2 separate regions of the Mus musculus genome follow, and region 1 is linked to region 2. Evidence: chromatin contacts called from public promoter capture Hi-C data. All regions are on one chromosome and are shown on one strand. Each heading gives the region's core, a stretch centred on a gene start, on an enhancer-like site or on the middle of the called end of the contact. The rest is flanking DNA. Distances are from core to core; before and after follow the strand shown.

The links. Promoter capture Hi-C pulls out the DNA fragments that hold promoters and counts their contacts.
Region 1: a contact with region 2 is called in a promoter capture Hi-C map of frontonasal cranial neural crest. The contact joins the promoter of Sfpq here to the promoter of Artn in region 2.

The regions. Positions count from the first base shown.
Region 1 is chr4:127,018,689-127,022,751 of GRCm38.p6, forward strand. It overlaps Sfpq (splicing factor proline/glutamine rich (polypyrimidine tract binding protein associated)), which reads left to right and starts at 2,613. Exons shown (of 10, transcript NM_023603.3): 1 at 2,613-3,532. The coding sequence starts at 2,729.
Region 2 is chr4:117,928,256-117,931,828 of GRCm38.p6, forward strand. Artn (artemin) reads right to left here and starts at 1,508. Exons shown (of 5, transcript NM_009711.4): 1 at 1,131-1,508; 2 at 764-997.

The DNA.
Region 1 (4,063 bases), core at 1,363-3,862, 9.1 Mb after region 2:
TTGTCTTAGGGGATAACACTTGGGTGACCTTAGACTGCCACTTGTTTTTGTGTGTGTGTGTGTGAGATGTGTGTACATGGCCCCTCCCCAAACTGTAGAAAGTAAAACAAGACAAAGTAGTATTTAATGCACATCCTCAGGCTCTCTGAGACAGAATTTTTGGAGTTATTTTTATCAGGTTAGTGTAGAGGAGAGAACAAAGTTCTTATTTTGTAGGCAATAATAATATCTAAGACAGATGAAACAAATTCCTGAATATAAGACTTCGAAGTGGGCTGGAGAGATGGCTCAGAGGTTAGGAGCACTGAGTGTTCTTCCAGAGGTCCTGAGTTCAATTCCCAGCAACCACATGATGGCTCACAACCATTTGTAATGGGATCTGATGCCCTCTTCTGCTGTGTGTGAAGACAGCAACAGTGTACTCACATAAAATAAATAAATAAATCTTTATTTAAAAAACAAAACAAAACAAAACAAAACAAAACCAAGACTTCAAAGCTAAGTGTGTAGCTTACACCTTTCATTTCAGCACTTAGGAGGCAGAGGCAGGTAGATCTCTGTGAGTTCAAGGGCAGCTTGTTCTACATAGTGAGCTCCAGCACAGCCAGGGTTATACAGAGATAAAAATAAAAATAAGGAGACACAATAACTAGGAGGGGCATTAAAGGGTATAGGTATCAGGAAGCTGCGGGTGAAGGGTTGTGTCTGCATGGTAGACAGTTGCCTCCCTTGGTTTTCAAGGTCTGAGGGAAGAATGGGGGTTGTAGTTTGTGGGCACATGCATCTGTGGACATGTGTGGACCCCAAGGTCAACTTAGTTTTCAGGAGTTGGTTCTCTCCTTTCACCTTGTGGGTCTGAGTGACTGAACTCAAACTGTCAAGCTGGTAGCCGGACCTGTATGTGATGAACCAACCATCCTCCTGGCTCAACACTATTGGGGTTGGGAAATCTGAAGGAAAAGAGATGCTGCCAGCTGCTTGTTTTCATACCAGTACTTATTGATACCTAAATATCATAAAACAAAAGAAAACAACAACAAAACATTAGTGTTGTGGGCTGAGAGTTGAATCTAGGGCCTCAAGCCCTTTATGACTGAGTTATGGCCTCAGCCATGCATAAACATTTTTTTTTTTCAACAGTGTTTCACTATGTATCTTTCTTGCTGGCCTGAAACTCACTGTGTAGACCAGGCTGGCCTAGAACTCAAGAGATATGACTGCTTCTACCACATGCCTGATGGGATCAAAGGCATGCACCAGCCCCATCCCGGTTAAAACCCAATGTTCATGAAGCTTTAAAGGGAGGGAATAAAAAGGAAATCTCGGCTGACCTGGTGGATGCATGCTTTTAGTCCCAGCACCTGGGAGGCAGAGGCAGGTGGAGGGCTGAGTTTGAGGCCAGTCTGGTCTACAGAAGTAGTTCTAGGACAGCCAGGGCTATGCAGAGTAACCCCGTCTTGAACAAAATCAAAAACAATTTCCTCTCCCATGATTTGTGCTTGTAAATTGTTACTGTACACACACATGGAGTCACATCTACCTCATTTACCCTTCTGCTGGAGAATAAAGTGAGTCTTCTGCATGTCACACAAGCCAGAACCCCAAAGGCTGTGTCCTCAGCTCTCTCCATACTTTTCCCTCTTGGACAAAGACTGCATTCACTCAAACCTAATGGCAAATTTTATAGTATTACAACAAACGTGTTGCTATGAAATAATGTTTTTTTTTTTCCCTTTTTTTTTTTTTTTTTTTTTTTTTTTTGGTTTTTCAAGACAGGGTTTCTCTGTATAGCCCTGGCTGTCCTGGAACTCACACCCGGCTTCCTTTTTCTTAAATCTTTACTTTTATTTATTCATTAATTTTTTTGGAGGCAGGGTTTCTTTGTGCAGTCCTGGCTGTCCTGGAATTTACTATGCAGCCCAGGCTGGCTTTGAACTTGGAGTCCTTTCTGCTTCCAGAGTGCTAGGATTAAAGGCATATGCCAAAACAACCGGGGCTTCTATTTTATTTTATTATTTTTATTTTATTACGTTTCATGTAGCCCAAGCTGGTTTTGAACTCAATGTAATTGATAATGTAAAGATAAACTTGCAGTCCTGATTACTAGTGCCTCCTCCTCCCAAATTTTGGGCTCACGTGTTTGCCAATCTGCTAGCCTTTGATAGGGTTTCAATAAAAGTAAAACCGTTGAGATTAAACTCTGTGAAATTGACTCTAACTTCATTGGCGTAGGAATAAGAGACAGCACAAGTTCAATTTATAACCTTGAACCCAGCGAAGATGTTAGCCAAGAATAGCGGACTACTCATAAGAGGAAAGAAAATAGCCTTTCAGCGCTATCAGGAGCTGATAGGGCCCTGGATATTTAATTTCACGCGAAAGTTGCAGGGCATGCCCATTCAAATTTCTTCCAACAAATCACAAAGGCGTATAGACACTTTCTTATCCGTTTATTGGTCAAATGGAAATCCCAGCCCTCCCTACCTCCCGCCTCTCACTAGGGAGCCAATTGGAAAAACTTAGGTTTCATCATCAAGTACTGTACTTGCTATTGGCTGTCCGAGCTGTCAATCTAGGGAAGGCGGGCCAGGCCGAACTGTCCTATTTAAGAAGAGGACAAAGGCGGCGCGCAGCTTGTGTCGTCCGCCATTTTGTGCTCAGCAAGGTGGCAACCACGTTCCCTGAGCGACTTCTCCGCTTCTGCCTCGACCGCCCCTTGACTACAGCTATGTCTCGGGATCGGTTCCGGAGTCGCGGTGGCGGCGGTGGAGGCTTTCACCGGCGTGGAGGAGGTGGCGGCCGCGGCGGCCTTCACGACTTCCGCTCTCCGCCGCCGGGCATGGGCCTCAACCAGAACCGCGGCCCCATGGGCCCGGGCCCTGGCGGCCCGAAGCCGCCGCTCCCGCCTCCACCTCCTCACCAGCAGCAGCAGCAGCCGCCGCCGCAGCAGCCTCCGCCGCAGCAGCCGCCGCCGCACCAGCAGCCGCCGCCGCACCAGCCGCCCCATCAACAGCCCCCGCCTCCGCCGCAGGAATCCAAGCCCGTCGTCCCCCAAGGCCCCGGCTCGGCGCCGGGGGTGAGCAGTGCGCCTCCGCCGGCGGTCTCGGCTCCGCCCGCCAACCCCCCGACCACCGGCGCCCCTCCGGGCCCTGGTCCAACCCCGACTCCGCCGCCCGCCGTCCCCTCCACCGCCCCCGGACCGCCTCCCCCATCGACGCCGAGCAGCGGAGTCTCGACCACCCCTCCACAGACCGGCGGCCCTCCGCCACCGCCCGCCGGGGGCGCCGGGCCGGGGCCTAAGCCGGGGCCAGGCCCTGGCGGTCCAAAAGGCGGCAAGATGCCCGGTGGGCCTAAGCCTGGAGGTGGCCCGGGCATGGGCGCTCCTGGTGGCCACCCGAAGCCACCACACCGAGGTGGCGGCGAGCCCCGTGGGGGCCGGCAGCATCATGCGCCCTACCACCAGCAGCACCACCAGGGGCCCCCTCCCGGCGGACCGGGACCGCGCACGGAGGAGAAGATCTCCGACTCGGAGGTGAGCGGGTTCTCGAGCAAAGCCGTCCGTTTCCCTAAGATGGCGGCGCCTGCCTACCCTCGGCGTTTTTTTTTCCTCTTCCCCCCCGCCCGCAGCCTAGAGGGCCTCCATTTTGTCCCCTGCCGGAAGCGCTCCTGCGCATGCTTGCGCAGGCGGGGCGGACGCGCGGCGGGCTGTGGAGGCCGCTAGGGATTGGCTTCCAGCGGGAGGGCATCCTCACGTCTTGGCGGTAATCCGCTAGAGGCTAGCGGTCCGGTCCCTTGGGACCCAACTAGTGCACGTCGGAGGCCTCTGTTTGGGAGAAAACAGGGCAACTTGGTGCTGTCTTCCTAGTCTGCATTTAGAGCTATTTGTTGACGTCAGAGGTGTATTGATTGGCGTTTGCTGATAAAGAGGCGATGTGTTTCAAAGCATTTTGTATACTCTGCTTCATATGGATTAGAGTTAGTGATCCTGTTGGATCCCCAAATATGGTTCAACCTGCTAGCCCTCATGGGAAAAAAGGGAGATCGTTAACGAATGCACGATGGC
Region 2 (3,573 bases), core at 258-2,757:
CCCACAGATGTCTCCCAAGAGCTTGCCTATTATCTGGGGAAGCGATGGTCCTTCTGAAAACACAGGGCCTGGACCATGGCTTCCTGTGGCCACCAGGGGGCAGAGCTTGTCAAGCCTGCGGATTTAAGGGGAGGGGGCTTTTGCACACGCTCTGCACATTTAGGTCTGAGCCATTGCCAGAAGGACCAGCTAGTCCTTCACACCAACCTGGTCTCAGAGGGCTGAACCACTCCGAGATCCGGCCCAAGCCTGGACCATCTGCCTCCTGTGGATCTGGCCCCCTAGCCTTGCTCCTAGGAGTTTCCCCCATAAACCATCCTTCCTGACCCCAGCCCGCACCTCCAGTCTTTGTGAACCACTGCTCTTGGACCCCTAGAACTTTTAAGAATTCTCATTAGTTAGTCTCTTCTTGGGTCCCAGATGTAACCCTCCATCCTTTTGCTGGCACACAGAATACATGGAGAGGGGGAGCGACATATGATGACTCCAGGATAAGACACACACCTCCCAGGCCTTTATCTAGTTCCTCCAGAGCTAGGCGTGTGCCCGTTGGCTAACTAGATTAAAATCCCTAGAGACCAGACTGGCTACTATTCTCTCAGATGGAGGGAAAGTCAGACAAGGCAGCCCTGGGATATCTGCGCTAGGGGGAGCCTAGGAGCAAGTCCCTCGAGGACAGCTCTGACCAATTTCTCCTTTCTTACCATTTGGGATATTTGGTCCTCCAGCCCTTGCCACCCCTATCCACCAGCCCTATACTCACCAAAGGGGTCCTGGTCCGTGTCCTTCTAGGCGCCTCTCCTGGGACCAGTGCTGGGCTTTCCCCCGAAGCTCAAGTGGATCATGCCCAGAGTTGTGCACCTGGCAGCGCCTCTTTTAGTTAAAAGTGGGGCCTTGGCAGCCGGTCTGTGCCCTGTGGCGGCAGCGGGAGCCTCACATTACAGCCAGCCAGGAGGGTTAACACAGTCCAAGAAGCTAGCGACAAGAACTGGAGGGGCTGGGAGGGGCAAAGAGCTGCGCTGAGGGCCCAGAAGAGAGAGGCTGAGAGAAAAGTGGGGAGGAAGACCTTTCTGCCCTTTCTCCTGCCCTTTGAGCGTCCATCAAGGGGATGGGCAAGAAGGCTGGCTTACCTTGGGTGCAGGGCTCCAAGCCCCAGTCGCAGCGAGGGCTGGGGCCCGAGGGACTTGTTGCTGGCAGAGCCCGCGGGCCGCATCTGGGGGCCGAGCCCAACTCCATCCCTCAGCAGCCTCCTGCCCGCCGCCGTCCGGTGTCAAATTCCAGCCCCGGCGTCACCAGATCCCGGGGTGGGGCCCAGAGCGCCCCCGCCCCGCCCCACCTTTCAGGGCTCACCTGGCCGCTCCACCCTCCGGATCCGGTCCCCGCTGGCTAGGCTAGGTCCCTCTAGGTGGGGGCTAGACATTTGGAGAAGACCCCAGGAGGCAGAGTAGAGATCGCGGGCTGCAGCGAGACGCTGAAACTGGGAATTCGAAGTTGGTAGTCAAGCAAAGTAGGGAACTGGGAGGCCTGGCCGAGGGCGGGAGAGCGCGAGGGAGGGCGGCGAAGGAGGGGCAGCCTGAAGGAGAGTTCCAACTTGGGCTGCGCAGACATGGGGGTTCTGGCTAGCTACTCTGTATCCTCAAGTGGTGACTCCGGGACCCTCAGAAGGTTCAGCTGCCTCGGAGCGACAGGGCTCTGCGTTGGGCTCCCACGGTCCAAGGATACCCTGTTTGCTCAGTTTTAGGGTCGGGGCCTCAGAGGGACTCGCGCACATCCAGTGAAGGCAGTGAATGATTGTGTGTGTGTTGGGGGTGGGGGGTGGGTGCGACCAGGGATGAAGAATCAGAGGACCTCAGAGTATTGAACTGGAGTCTGAGATGCGATGAGGCAATTTGGCAGGTGTCTGGAGGTTGGTTGATGGCCATGATCAGAATTGTTCTACCAACTAGTCTGGAGTTCATCACGAAGATGCTGGAAACTACTGACCTAGTCTGAGTGTGGTCATTTTCGTTGAATGCCTGCACTGGAGAGAGTGTGGTTTTGAGACAAGCAAGACAGAAGAGGGATGCAGGCTGCTGGGGACAATAAGATAAACCCTGAGCAGGGTTGTGGGGAGTTGGGGGTTCCAGGACCCAATCCCCTACATTCCTTTTTGCCTGATTGGACAAAGTGAGGTGGTAAAATTCTAGGAACTGGCTTTCCCTAGGAGAGGGTCAGATGTGGGGTTGGCGGTTGGGGGAGGGGGACATGTGAAACCAGTGTTGGACATGCTGAATTAGAAGGGTCTGTGGACTCTCCTGCTAGAAATGCCCCAGAAGCAGCTAAATTTGTAGCCGGGAGTAAAGTGAAGGCAGTTGGGCTAATGATGACAACTTGGTATTTGCCAACCAATACGTGCAAAAACAGATGCTGAGAGTGGGGAAGGGTACCCAGTGCATGGACCCGATGTGCCCTGATCATGTACCAGCACCTCTGTGGACCTTGAAGAACTACCCATGGGGCTGGAGAGACAGCTCAGTGGGTAAGAGCACTGAACTGCTCTCCCCAAGGTCCTTAGTTCAATTCCCAGCAACCACATGGTGGCTCACAACCATCTGTAATGGGATCTGATGCCCTCTTCTGGTGTATCTGAAGAGAGCAATGGTGTACTCATATATATATATAATAAATCTTAAAAGGAGAAGGAGGAGGAGGGGGAGGGGGAGGGGGAGGAGGAGAAGGAGGAGGAGGAGGAGGAGAAAGAATGGAAGAAAGGAAGAAAAGAACTACCCACATCTACCCACATCTGGGCCACATCCCAATCTGAATCAGACACTTGGGGTGGGCAGGTACATAGTTCCAGGTTTTCACCTGTGATTTTGGCACATAGCCAGGGTTCCTAACCACTGATTTTTTTGTTTGTTTGTTTTGTTTTGTTTTTTTTTTTTTTGAGACAGGGGTTTCTCTGTATAGTCCTGCCTGTCCTGGAACTCACTTTGTAGACCAGGCTGGCCTCGAACTCAGAAATCCACCTGCCTCTGCTGGATTAAAGTTGTGCGCCACCACATCCGGCCCCTAACCACTGATTTTGAGAGAGCAGTTTTGTGCAGTGCTTGAGGCTGAAGTCTGTGAGGGTTATCCTCAGACTCCACAAGGCTGCATGGGGTGAGGCACATAGGACAACACGGATGGACACACAGCACATACATACATTTTTCTTTTCCCATAAAACTGGCTGCTGAATTGAGGTGGCCGTTGCAGCTAGGGCTACCACTGACAGGCATATAGCTGAAGCTATGTGTCCCATTTACTGTCGTAGTGGCCAGTGTCTGACAGGAAGCTACCTCCATCATTACATGTCTCTGATTCTCAGATCTACCTGGGGTTAAGAGGGCTCAGATTCTAGAGCCTAAGGAGGTGAACTGGGGCAGGGATGTCCTTTCTAAAGTTACCAGGGGTGTCTAGGGCTGGGTTGGGGGCTTTCCTGTTTTCTGTTGAAGTGCAAATAAGGAGTGGGCCACATTCATTTCTAAGGGGAGCCATGGATGGCAAGAATGGAGGTCTGTGAGTTTCTCTGTGTTGTGTGGGCCTCTTTTG